Regions from separate parts of the Sus scrofa genome. Here all the other regions are linked to region 2. The links are chromatin contacts, called in public Hi-C maps. All regions are on one chromosome and are shown on one strand. Each heading gives the region's core, a stretch centred on a gene start, on an enhancer-like site or on the middle of the called end of the contact. The rest is flanking DNA. Distances are from core to core; before and after follow the strand shown.

What was found. Hi-C and Micro-C count contacts between places; a contact is called where the count stands out from the background.
Region 1: a contact with region 2 is called in a Hi-C map of liver, with 4 times the contacts expected there. The contact joins the promoter of LOC100156967 here to the promoter of IMP3 in region 2. A contact is called at or near these places in 1 of 5 promoter capture datasets (liver), 1 of 47 Hi-C or Micro-C datasets (liver) and 1 of 2 datasets of contacts at active chromatin or transcription factors (alveolar macrophages).
Region 3: a Hi-C map of liver shows a contact between it and region 2, with 5 times the contacts expected there. The contact joins the promoter of SCAMP5 here to the promoter of IMP3 in region 2. A contact is called at or near these places in 1 of 47 Hi-C or Micro-C datasets (liver) and 2 of 2 datasets of contacts at active chromatin or transcription factors (alveolar macrophages and skeletal muscle).

What each region holds. Positions count from the first base shown.
Region 1 is chr7:58,620,361-58,624,994 of Sscrofa11.1, reverse strand. It overlaps LOC100156967 (cytochrome c oxidase subunit 5A, mitochondrial), which reads right to left and starts at 2,026. Exons shown (of 5, transcript XM_005666147.2): 1 at 1,754-2,026. The coding sequence starts at 1,859.
Region 2 is chr7:58,020,554-58,025,051 of Sscrofa11.1, reverse strand. IMP3 (IMP3, U3 small nucleolar ribonucleoprotein) reads right to left here and starts at 1,684. Exons shown (of 1, transcript NM_001243292.1): 1 at 556-1,684. The coding sequence starts at 1,638. The coding sequence ends at 1,084.
Region 3 is chr7:58,574,727-58,579,244 of Sscrofa11.1, reverse strand. SCAMP5 (secretory carrier-associated membrane protein 5) reads left to right here and starts at 1,351. Exons shown (of 7, transcript XM_001924572.4): 1 at 1,351-1,521.

The sequences.
Region 1 (4,634 bases), core at 777-3,276, 600 kb before region 2:
AATTCTGTTAGAAGCTGAAGATTTCTTGGAGCAAATACGGAATTTAAGTTTTTTATCTAAAGCAAACTTGAAGCCCTCCATCCAGGTTAACCCCCTCAGAGCTCTCAAGTATATTCTCATTTGCCCTTGGATAGCTTCATCCAAAAATCTTAATCTTTTTAACTTTCAATTGCATAAAACCTCTTCAGTCTCAAACTGGTAACAAACCTCACCTATAATATGCAAAAATGAAAAGCACTATAATAAAGCAAGTATGTCTTAAGCATTTGTACCTGGAAAGGGGTAAGAGTTTATATTATCTCATTTAAATTTCACAACTACTAAATATTATCCTGGTTTTAGAGATGAGGGAACTGAGTCTTAAGGTTTAACTAATACCTCCAAGGTCACACCGCTAGAAAGCAGTTGACATGAATATAACCAATACTGCCTCCTTGTGGCAAATATTTAGGTCTATGGGACAATACCTAAAATAAAGCTTTTTGTTAGGGAATTATACTAAAGAGGGTGCGGAGAATGCCTAGCAGATAAACCAGTAGTCCAAATTTACTGGAGAAAGAACTGCCTTAAATCTAGAGTTTGCAGAAAGCCTGCCACTTCCTCAACCTGCCACAAAATGTAACAATTCTTTTCAAGAGGTCAAGAACACCTCCCCCAAATGTATCCACATGAACAAAACCGAAGCAAAACATAACTCCTTAGGTTCTGAAGCGCTAGTTAAATAGTCAAAAGAACAACACTATTAGTTTTGAGTTTGAGTGCATGTTTAAATTTTATAACGTTAGCATATGCTACCGTCACGCACCAAGATCAAAGCGCAGTTACAAGAAATGGGCACAACACTGTGAGCCAACTATATTCCAATAAATTTTTTAAAGTGCATTTACAATAATTAAAAGTTCAGTGCTGGACACAAAGTCTCCTGGAACACATATTAAGCAGAAGGCAAAATAAGAGACAGAAATCAGCAGAACATCTCATACTCCAGCAACCAGACTTCTAGCCGGAAGCACAAATAAAAAATAAAACTTCTCCAAGTTTGTAGGACCCAGGACTCCTGGGTCTGTGGTACCCCGTTTTCCAAACAGTAATATTCTTATCCTAAGACCTATCAAGTCAGGCTCTCTTCCAGACCTCAGGAAACAACCACATACACTGATCTAATGTAAAGATGGAAGAATTAAAACATGGCACAACAGTGTCTAAAAATAAAAGAACGGCTGGAGAAAGTGACACACAAAACGGTAACGAGAAATGCCTGATGAAAAGACTACACTGTGTCCCAGTCACGGAAGTATAAAGTGTTCTCGGAAGAGGCTGCGGGCGGCGGTGCCAGGGTCCCCGGAGGGGCCACTCCCGCCTTCTACCCTGAGCTCAATGTCACCTTCGCGGAAGCGCTGCAGGCCGGCGGTAGCCACTCCCAGTCAGTGGCCGCAGGATCAACGCCAGGGCACGGTCATGGCCCGGGGACCGAAGAGGTCCAGTGGGCGCGGGAGGTGCACCCACAGCAGGTCCACGCTCGACCGGTCCGCGGTGCCCGCACCAGGAAGTCGCGCCAAGGGAGGACCCCGGGACGCGCCCTCGAGTCCTCCACAACTCGGCGGCGGCGGGAATGGCTAGCGGTCCTCAGGTTCGGCCGTCGGCCCGCAGGGCAGGGGCTAGGCCTCTGGGCGAGCCTGCCCTCGCATGGCGGCGGGGGCCCAGGTCACCACAAGGACACGCGGGCGCGGACAGTGGCAGGCGGGAGCCTTACCGGCGGCGGGGCCGGGGGTCGGAGTGGGGTGCAGAAGGCCTCGAGGGCTGGCCCGGGCGACTGCGGCTGCTGCTACGGAGCAGCGGCGAACAGCGGCGCCTAGCATGACGGCGATGGCGGCGCGCAGGTTAACGCTAAGGCAAAGCCGGGTGTGAGCTCAAGGGCCGCTTCGAAGCTCGTGGGGGCCGAACTCACGCACCGACGCAGGGCGGGCGGAGCGTGGAGGCCCTCCCACTGCGGCGCTCGCGCCTAGGCGGAAAGGGGCCACACGCGGCCGCAGGCGGCCTACGGCGGCGCGTTCAGGACAAACCATTTCGGCGCCGCGCCCCGCCCCGCCGCCCGGGTCTGGGCGTGGACCAGATCTGCTATTGTGGAGCTAGGATGGTAGGATGGCAGAGGACAGCAGTGGACAGGCTCGAGAGGCGACTCCAGCACCTCAAAATGGGAACGATAACAATAATAACGACAAATTATAATAAAAATATCTTTTTTGTTTACCACCTGGTGTGAGCCTACAATAAGAGAACAAGTGGGGGCAAAACAACTGCTTGTGTATAAGATCTTATTAGCAACTAATCTTTTTTTTTTTTTTTTGCTTTTTAGGGCCGCACCTGCAACATAATGGAAGTTTCCAGGCTAAGGGTGGAATTGGAGCTGTAGCCGCCAGCCTATGCTGCAGCCATAGCAACGCCAGATCCTAGCGGCGTCTGCAACCTACACCATGGCTCACCGCAACGCCGGATCCTTAACCCACTGAGTGAGGCCAGGGATGGAACCCTCAACCTCATGGTTACTAGTCGGATTATTTTCCCCTGCGCCATAACAGGGATCAACAGCAATATTCCTGTATAACAAATCCGCAAGCATTAGGAAATGAGTGGAGGAGCTCCCGCTGGGGCGCCACAGGCGGGATTGGCCGTGTCTTGGGAGCTCTGAGACCAGGGTTCCATCCCCTGCCACGCATAGTGGGTTAAGGACCCGGTGTTGCCGCAGCTACGACTTGAGTGGCGATTACCTTGGAATCTGTTCCCTGGCCCAGGATCTCCATATGCCACGGGGCGGCCAAAAATTGGAAAAAAAATATGAGTGCAATCACTTTACAGAGAAGGAAACAGCCTCAGAAATTAGATTTCTTGCAGGCAATTGACTCTCTTTTCACCAAATCCCCAGTTCCAGGACTCACCTGGATGTTTCTGGGGAAACCACCACTTCCAGTCCCTACAGGAAGGGGTCGATTAAATCCCAAGACTCTTAATATCAAATCTGGCCTCAGTAACTGCATTCTGATTTTGAGCTCCTGGGCAGTGGGCCTGCTTGCCCCAGGCCTGAATTATCTCGCAGCCACCAAGAGTTAAGTAGTAAAGATTCTTGACTTGTAATCACTCATTCTCTATCCCTGGACCCACTGAAGAAAGAAAAGATGGATATTCAGCTCCTCTTCCTCACTCCAGGCTCTGTCTCCAGAAAATCAGTGTTGATCTCTTTTTCTTCCCTAGCAGTGTGGCCTTAGGAGGTATGAATCTGGCTGGGAAACGGATAAAAAAGCTTTTCTCAAAGCACCTGTCCTCTGAGAGTTCCCTTGCAGCATAGTGGGTTAAGGAGCTGGATGTTATCACTGCAGTGGTTTGAGTCACTGCTATGGTGAGGGTTCAGTCCTTGGTCCAGGAACTTACATATGCCCCTGGTTGTGGCCAAAAGTAAAAACAAACAAACAAAAAAACCCCAAAGCACCTGTCCCCATTTTCCCCCACCAACTTAACCAAACAACACCAGGGGAAGTTTTGCCTCTTTGAGTTTAATTAATATTCTCCAAATATCTTAAGAGCTGGAAGCTCAGGACAAGGTCAGCGTTCCCATACTTAAGAAAGCACTGTAGTTCTCTTGCGGCACGTGGCATTAAGGATCCACATCTTCACTGCAGCAACCTGCATCGCTGCTGTGGTACAGGCATCTCTGGTCTGGGAACTTCCACACTCCATCTGGTCTTTGCTCTTAGTCTCTCCACTTTGCTACAGTACCTTAGATTGAGAACTGGAGTGTGGTATGTTTTGGTTGTTGTTTTCAAAAACAATCATGACTGTAGTGGAGTTCCCGCTGTGGTGCAGTGGATGAAGAATCTGGTGTTGTCTCTGCAGAGGTACGGGTTTAATCTGCTACCCAGAGAAGTGGGTTAAAGATCCTGCTTTGCTGCAGCTGTGGCAGTTGTTGTAGCTGCAGTTCAGATTGGATCCCTGGCCTGGGACTCCCATATGCCACAGGTGTGGCTGAAAAAGAAAAAAAAATGAGTGTAATTTATTATGTACCACTGCATGCTATAAATTATTTATTATCTCATCTAAGCCTCATAACAATGTTGTGAGATAAGAATTTATCCCTATTTTAAAGATGAAGAAATAGGCTCAAAGGATATTTGCCTAAGAATCACATAGCTAATAAATAGTAGTGCTTAGAGCCCAGGTTTGTCTGACTCTAGAAATTGTTTTCTTTCCCTACCACCCCTAAAGGTAGGCTTTGCTGGCTTCTCAGTGAACTCTGAACCACTTGTTACCTTGAGGGCAGTTCTTAGCCCTCATCACTTGTATTAGTTTTCTATTGCTGCCTAACAATTTACCACAAACTAAGCAACTTAAAACAATACCCATTTGGAGTTCCCACTGTGACACATTGGGTTAATGATCTGGCTTGCCTCTGTGGCTTTGCTGGGTTGAATCCTTGGCCTAGAACAGTGGGTTAAGGATCCCGTGTTGCTGCAGCTGCTGCAGCTGTGGCATAAGTCATAGATGAACCTAGGAACTTTCACATGCTCTGGATGGGGCTGAAAAAGCAAGCAATCAAACAAACCAGTAAAGATTCTTGGAATTCCCTGGTGGCTCATTGGGTT
Region 2 (4,498 bases), core at 435-2,934:
GTTCCCTGATTCCCAATCCATCCATGGCTTCTCTATAAAACCCACCCCAACTGAGAATTAGAATTCACCTTTGTCTAAACTAAAGGCTGGGCAGGGAGTGATGCTGGGCTGTGATGGGCAGAGGTGGTCCAGGTTCTGCTCTGGGCAGGCAGCCCTGGGACCTCTGGAGGGCCCCACTCCTAAGACTATCTAAGTTTCCAGGAACCTCCTGGGCCACTTCTAACCACTAGATGGCCAAGCTACAGGGTGATTATTTCCTTAGGCAAGCAAACACTTCAGCCCTCTAATGCGGTATTTCCTGGACTTGGAATGTCAACAGGAAGCCCTGTGGGGAAGGCCTCTGCCAAAACACTCATTCCAAGGAAGGGATTGGTAAACTAACAAATTTGTCCAGCCTTGTACAACATCCTGCAACCTCCACACGCAGGCCCTACTGCTGGCCTCAGCCATAGGCAGATCGCTGCTGTCACTATTCCTCTTCTCTGGGTTCCTGAACCAAGGAGACCTATAGATGTGACCCTATGTGAGAAAACAAGAAAAAATGTACACTTTAACGGTAGTTAAGCCATTTATTGGCATTAGGAGAGCATTCCTTTAAACAAGAAAAAAAGACTCAGAACACTAAAATATCACCCATTTTATGAAAACTTGAGACCAAACTCTCCAACATCTGTACACAGCTTAATCAAGAAGAGGAGTAAGAATTCGAGTTAAATAAGTTAAACCAAACTGTCCTACAAGAAGATGAAAGGGAAATGTAGGGGTGCCCCCCCCCGCAAAGTCCTTTCTTTCACACTACGATGTTTCAGGTACCAAAATCTAACAACTCCCCAGTGAAGCACAAAACCGCTTCTCATGGTCTCTAAAGGCAGTCATTTAATTCTAAATCGTCCAAAGGCTAAGAAAAATTCGTGGAAAACGGGCGTACCCTTTGGCTCCGCGCGTGGCTTGTAGCTGAGGAGCCAAGTTCTTAATAACCGACGACTAGCTGACACACTTCTGGGAGAGCGTCCTCACAGAATCTCAGGCATCAGGTCTGGGCTTCTGCATCTATAAAATGCCGTCCTAGGGAGGGAGGACCCGCTAGGCTTCCAGATCGAAGTCGTCACGCTCCTCATTGTACTCCAGCACGTGCCGCTTGATCTTGGACGAGTCAACCCAGGTAACAAAGTCCTCCATGCTGCGCGTGACAAGGAAGGCGGGATCCGTGACCACGTCGGGGCCCACGCGCACGTGGCCCTGCTCTACGAAAGTCACGGCGGCCTGGAGGTGTTGAGCCATGCGCAGCTTAAGGAGCACCGTGGGCAGGCGGCGGCGGCAAAAGGACGAGGCAGTGACGAAATCGCATAGTTCCAGCGACCCGCGCGTGGGCACTAGGCCGAGAGCATACAGCTTGTCCAGCAGCGCTGCCGAAGCGCGCACGCGAAAAGGGTCCCGCTCCGGCAAGTCCCGCAGGCGCCGCGCCAGTTCGCGTACAGCACGGCTCAGTTGGTTGTAGCGCGTGTAGTCCTCCCGCCGCTGCAGCCGATAACGCCGCAACACGCGAAGCTCATGCAGGTTATGGTCGGTGACCTCCCAGTTTAGGAAGTCCACCTGCTTCAGCAGCTTTTGCTCGTGGAACTTAAGCTTCCGCACCATGATGGCGGCTCCGATACCGCTGGACCAGAGGCTCAGAGCGTGTTCCGGAACCCGAGCGACTTCCGCCCCCGCATGCCAAGCCCGGGCCACCCTGGGAACTCTGAGCCAATGAAAGAAAGGCTCGGTGCCACGCCCCCTATTTCCATTGGTCAAAGTGGAGTCACGGCCCTGAGTCCGTATCTCGCGTTTTTCTCCGCGTTCTCCAAGAGAAGCCGGGCAGAACTGCTGACGGAGGCAGGGGGCGGTCCCGAGGCAAGGCTGAGCGGTTTTAAGTTGCAAATGATTTACCACCTGGTGCTGTAATAGTTTCCTCTCTTTAAGACTTTTGCCATTCAAGGGATCTCAAAGTCTCTCCCACAAGAGCAAAAGAGACCAGTTCCGGGAAAGACGGAAGACTGCCGCTCTAGTTTGATCTACTGTGCTAATTGATCGTTGTGTGTGTGGCGGGGTCCTCCCACCTTGGTGGGGGGTGCTTCCTGGAGCAGGCCAGGGCTGACCCGGTATCTCCACCGCCCACGAACCCCAGGTTAATCACCAAGTGGGCGGAGCAGTTTCTTTCTGCCAAGTGGGGCTGGAATCCACCTAACCTATGAAATACTGATTCCCAGGTTGCTTCCTACATGGACTGAATCGGATCGACACAGGAGTCACCTAGAAATCTGTATTTTTATTATTTTTTTGTCTTTTTGCCTTTTCTAGAGCTGCTCCCGCGGCATATGGAGGTTCCCAGGCTAGGGGTCTAATCAGAGCTGTAGCCACCGGCCTAGGTCAAAGCCACAGCAACGCAGGATCTGAGGCCGCGTCTCCGGATCCTTAACCCACTGAGCAAGGCCAGGGATCGAACTGCAACCTCATGGTTCCTAGTTGGATTCCTTAACCAAGGCACCACTACGGAAACTCCCAAAATCTGTATTGTTAACAAGAATGACAGGTGATTCATAAAACCCAGTAAGTTTGAAAAGCTTGGATAGTAAGTACAAGTCCTGACCCTTTAATCTCGGCTCAAGCGAAATAGCTTGTCAGGGTGGATTTCTGGTCCCAAGTATTTAGTTAACAAGTTTAGCACATTTTCGGCTGGCAATATCTGTTTTATCTCAGTATAGCGTTAAAATAAAATTTAAAAAATCTTAGTGTAGTGCTACAGGACTAACCTCTTTATTTGCTCAAGACTTTGACGCCACCTAGCTTCTTCGCTGATCATTGTGGGTTTTTTATGCTTTTTATTTTTTTAAATAAAGTATTTGACATATGGAAAATACTGTATGTAACATATGTAAGATACAAAGTATAATGAGTACTTAGGGACCCACAGCCAGTATAAGGGTCACTAGGACCACCTCATCTACCTATTCCAGCCACTCTCCCGGCCAGAGGTAAAGGTAGCTACTCTCCTCAATTTAGTGTTTATTTTTACCCTTCATTTAAAAAGAAAAATAGGGGAGTTCCCGTCGTAGCGCAGTGGTTAACGAATCCGACTAGGAACCATGAGGTTGCGGGTTCGGTCCCTGCCCTTGCTCAGTGGGTTAACGATCCGGCTTTGCTGCGAGCGACCCGGCTCAGATCCCGCATGTTGCTGTGGCTCTGGTGTAGGACAGTGGCTACAGCTCCGATTCGACCCCTAGCCTGGGAACCTCCATATGCCTCCGGAGCGGCCCAAAGAAATAGCAAAAAGACAAAAAAGTAAATAAATAAATAAAGAAAGAAAGAAAGAAAAAGAAAAAGAAAAACAGTTTTATTATTGTAAATGCATCCCTGAAAACCGTCTCACTCAGAGTGTAGCCTGAGGATCAGCAGAGATCTATTGGAAATGCAGAATTTCAGGCCCCATTCCTGACCTACAGAATCAGAATCTACTTTTAATCAGATATCAAGGTAATTTGTACACATACATTTGAGAAGTGTTGCTTAGAAGACATGGCATCATGTGGAGTTTATTATACATGGCTGCAGTTGCTTTTTTTTTAACTGCTATGTAATATTCTATTGTTTGGTTTTATCCAATTTATTAATCCATTTCCTGTTGGATTTTTTTGGAGGGGCTATTTTTAGCAGTGCTGCCATTCACATTCTTTTAGATTTCTCCTTGCACATATGCAGTAGCTTCTCCTATACATCTTCAAATTGAATTGCTGAGTTGTAAAGTGCATGTTCAGCTTTACTAGATATTGCCAAATTGTTTTCCAAAGTGGCTGTACCACTTTATATTGCTTTGACAGTGCATGAGACTTCCCTTTGCTCCCCATTCTTTTCAACGCTTGGTGTTAGATTTTTTTAAATGTTTGCCAATTTGGTGAGTGTGTGATGGTATTTCATTGTGACTTTAATTTGCATTTCCTGGTAAATAAAGATTTCATATGTGTTTCCTCCTCTATATAATGCTTCTCCCTGTCTTTTGTCTATTTTTCTATTGGATTGTGGGGCAAGTAAAAAATGGCCCCTCCAACAGAACATTGTAAATCATCTATAATAGAAAAAATAAAAATCTTAAAAAAAAGAGAGAAAAAAAAATGGCCCCCCAAAGGTGTCTACCCAGAACCCGTGAATACTACCTTACAATGACAAAAGGGATTTTGCAGATGTGATTAAATTAAAGATCTTGAGATGGTAACATTGTCCTGGATTAACTGGGTAACTGGGTGAGTCTCATGTAATCACAAATGACCTTAAAAGTGACAGTGGAGGAGTTCCTGTCATGGCTCAGTGGTTAACGAATCTGACTGGGAACCATGAGGTTTCCGGTTCGATCCCTGGCCTTGCTCAGTAGGTTAAGGATGCGGCGTTGCTGTGAGCTGTGGTGTAGGTTGCAGACACGACTTGGATCCCACGTTGCTGTGGCGGTAGCGTAGGTCGGTGGCTACAG
Region 3 (4,518 bases), core at 102-2,601, 550 kb before region 2:
AACATCTCTCCTGTAGAAGTCGTGCTTGATAACCTCCTCAGGGTCCCATTCATCATTTCATTGGGTGCTCTCACAACTCTGTAAATCAGCTAATGCTTGTCTTATAGCAGGATAGAGAGCAGTGACCATACAAATGAACTAGAATCAGGACCAAAAGAAGCCTTGCCTTATGGCCCATGACTCTTCTGTCCTGATGGACACAGATTATGTTTCCTGATTAAAAGTCCACAGCTACTGAGGGTCCCTCCCTTTTCTTGCCTCTCTTGCACTAATTCTCATCTGCCTTTCTTTACTCCTATCCTCTTTCTATCCCAGCTGTGGGAGTGAGGCCCACTCCCAGCAGGCTGGAGACAGACAATGGGCCCTTATTCTGGGCAAAGAATCCCCACAGTGTCTCCCACCCACTGAGGCCCCATTCTAGGCCTAGGATGGTGTGGGTGGAGGGCACTGTGGAGGGCAGGAGCCACTCTGTCTGGCAAGACAGAGGGTGGCGCTGGCTGTAGATATCCGCAGGAGTTTACAATGTAAACATCACTCACAATAAAAGCCTGTCTTTCACTCCCAGCCCCATCTCTCCAAGTGCATCTCTCTCAATCCTCATTAGTTTTGGGTTTTAAACATTTATCCTGGTCTTTAATCACTTTCAGTGTTCATCTCTGCATATCACGATTTCCTTCTTTCTTCCTTCCTTTTTCTGATTCTAAGCCTCCCCTTTCTATTCCTCTGTGTACCTTGTCAAGCCCTATTTTTTACCTCTTTCTCACTTAGTTGTGCTCTCTCTCCTCTGTCATTCCTTGTCTTTTTTCTCTCCAAATCTTCATCTCTCCACGTCTCTCTTTGTGTTTCTATGTCTGTATGTTCATGGCTCTCCGCTCCTGTCTATTTTTTATCTTTTTTGGATCTGTGTGTCCTTGTTTATGTGTCATTTCTGTCTCTTTATGACTCATCTCTGATCTTCCATTCTCTATCCCCTTTCTGTCACCTTAGGGCTGTGGATCCGAAGGCCTTCATCAGTTACCACACTCTCCTGCTCTCAAAGCTCGCTTTCACTCTTCCTTTCTGCTATGTCCCAGCAGCTCCTGGGATCCGCATGGGAAGTTATTCTCCACAGTTTACAGATTTGAAAGCTGAGGTTCTGGTTGTTGGTACCAGACTTCCACTTCTGGGTCTCTTCCTTGACGTCCTCGCCTTGTTCTTTTCCCCTTTGTGCCTGCCGAACACCTGATCCAGCCCTGTCCAGGAACTTAGTGCCTCGGACAGCTCCTGGGAGGTGCAGGGGCAGCCAAGCCTCCTTTCTCGCGAGAACAGGGGAAGCAGCCCTAGAGGAAGCACGAGAATCTCGCGAGAGCGGCTGCTGCAGGCAGGGGCGGCGCGGGCGCGCGCGCGAGGAGCTTGCCTGAGGCTCGCGCGCGCACGCACCCCGCCCCAGCCCTGGAGCGGCTCGCGGCCGGCTCCGCGCCGCATCGCTGGGTTTAGCGCACACAGCGCGGCGGCCTTTCGGCAGCCAAGCGGCAGCGGCGGGTGAGTACCGGGCCTAAAGGCCCAGAGAAAGGCTTTGCAGGGAAGTTGGGCTCAGGGCGAGAGGGGAGTCACCCCATATCCAGCTTTGTACCTCTACACCTCACCTTTGGCTGCAGGGGGCAGGCGGAGCTGAAGAGGTGGAGAGTGGAAGTGACCTTCCCTGCTTGGGGCGGAGGAATAGCGCCCTGGCTGCCCCTTAACCTCCATCATCCCACTCCTGGTTCCCGCAGAGGGAACCCGAGTCTTGGATGACGTAAGACCCCTAGAATCTGGAGCCCGGGCCTTGGGCCCTCCATCCCACCCCCACCCCAGCCCCACCTGGCGTTCCCTGGAAACAGGCTCCCACCTCCTGGGGATGGCGCACTCAGCCTGGGATGGGGGCGCCCGGAGGGAGGGTGACTGTGACCTTCTTTGGGTCCTTCCTCACAAGAGGCGCCTGTAGGTCGACCCAGGTTGTACTTCCTACCCCTCAACCTTTGCCAACCCGAGACAGCGGACCTTTGGACCGCTAGTCTGAGCCGCCGCGGAATTTCATAGGGTGGGTGCATTGGCTTGAGCCAGGGGTCCAGCAGGGGTTTGGGATAGTGTGTTGGGGACGCTGGATGAAGCTTATTCTAACAGTGACAGGAGTCGGTCACGCGGCTGGGGGTGAGCTGTTTGGGAACCCATCCCTGTCTCTGCCTCTGGGAGTTTCAGATCCAGTGGTTGAGAAAACCAAATAGAGTGAGAATTCGCTATCTCAGGCGGTTCAAACCGGTAATGCCCCAACTGCGGGATGAGGTGTTTAGGGAGGGCAAGGCCGACTTTTCCCGTGGACGCCATGAACACAAGGAAAATGGGAGGCAAGAGCCAGGCTTCTTGGAGGAGGTGAGATTTGGATGAGAGGAAGGATAAGAGAGGGGATTTCTGGGGAACAGTCTGGGCAAAGGCATAGAGGTGGGAACTAAGCATAGCTTTGGGGAGCCTGGCCTGTGAGCCCAGCCACGTGATGGTGCCCATGGTGTGGGAGAGTATGGAGAATTTTGCAGTCTGTGCCCTACCTGTTCTGCTTCCAAGAGGCAAGCTTCTGAAAGAGGGAAATTGTTCTTGCAGGGGCATGACTGGCAGAGAGGTTTTGTTAGGGGCTGCACAGATCTTGTTAGTTGAGATTTGATCTGGGTTTGATGAGCTTGAGTTGCTAAGAGAGGACTGTTTCTGGTCATTGGGCCACAGGAAAAGAATCTTCTTAGGTCTAGCAAACCCATGGAGAGTCAGCAGGGTCCTGGGAAGGGAGCTCTGGATGGGGATCTTGGTCTTTGTTCCTGTTTCTTTAACTCTTTCCCTGGCTGGCCACCTCTGAACAAATTGATTCCCCTCTCTGAGTATCTCTTTGCCAGCACCTTTCTCTAGGGATGAAATAATAGGACTAAGTACTGACCTCCCTTGAGGAAGCTGCTTGTTCTAGTTTAGAGCGTCCCTCCCAGTTCTTCTCCCTCTTCCTTTTCCTTTCCTCCCCGCTCCCTCAGCCTTCTTCTCTGTGTCCCTGCCCCCTCCCCATAGCAGTTCCTCTACTGGCTGCACTTCCTTCCTTGCTGACAGCCTGGAGCCTCTATAGGTTTCCTTAAGGAAGTGGGGTACAGCAGGGTTGACAGAAGCTGTGAGCTTAGCCTAATTGGGGGAGGGCATCAGTTGCTCCACTCCCACCCCTTGGGAGGGTGTCCAAGTCTTAAGTAAGAACACAATTAACTGTACTCTGTCCCCTGCCCTGTGCTGGGTCTCTCCTAGAAGCCTATCCACGAGGGAATGAGGATGAGATTGGATGAGAGTGAGTGACACTTGGTGCACAATAACTGGTTCAGAATTAATGCAGTGGGAGGCACAGCAGGGATGTCTGGAAAGGCTTCCCAGAAGAGGTGGGATGTGAGAAAACAGTAATACTTAGAGGAACTGACAGGGCTCTGGTTTATGGTCACTGGAAGCAGAGGAGATGGCTTGATATGATCTGCATGAAGCAGGTCAGCCATGCGGTAGAGGGTAGTGAGTGGGAGGTTTGTAGCTGATTGACACAAGACCTTGATTGCTAGGCACAGGATTAGTAGGGGCTACTGAAGAGTCATCATTAGGACAGTGATATTGCACTGCCAGGTGAGTGCTGTTTTCTGAGGGTGATTCGTAGTTTTAGAACATCAGAGCTGGGGATATGGGACTGGGCATGGGATAAGAGGACCAGACATAGAGCAAAAGGGGAAAGCTTCCAGCTTAGCAGATAGGCTCTGGGCACATAGGAAGAAAATGACCATTTCTATGCAAGGATGGAGGCCTGGTGAGTAGGGAGCCCTGGAACTAATCTGTGAGGTCAGACTAGTCTGATCTGAGGCAGACCTGACACCCTTAGCTCTGCCATGGACCTTGCTCTCTTTACTGTGGGACCTTCTGTCCTCTCAACTTAATAGTAAGAAATGGAATAAATTATAGTCCTTACCAAAATTTCAGTTAGTATTTGATGTCTTATTGATAACTAAGGAGGTACTTCCTTAGACCTCCATCTTTGAGGGGACATGTAGCATCCCCAGTGCCTCCCAACATTATGAAAGACTCTCAGTTGAGGAGTAAATTGCTACTTCTCCCGTTTTGCAGTTTAAGAACTTTGGTTTGCAGAGGCTAATCATTGCTGCATCCCCCATCCCCCACCCCCCCAAAACAAGTATAAAGGCTAAGCCCTGAAATAAGAGCAGAGGAGCCTAGAGCCTTCCATTCCCGTAGCCCTCTGAGCCTCAATTCTCTCTGGGCTAACCATGTACAAACAAGGCACCTTTGCCCTGTGCTTTGGCTCTGAGCACTGGCTTTCCCATCATCTGTACTTTGCTACATTGACTTCTCTATAAGCATGGGCACACCTTTGGGTGACAACCTGGGGACCAGACAGGAGTCAGGTTGGAACCAGGGTTAGAGTCTCCCTTGAAGCTCCTATAGTCTAGTTATTGGCCACCCTCCCCCTACATCTTCTCTTTGTTTTCC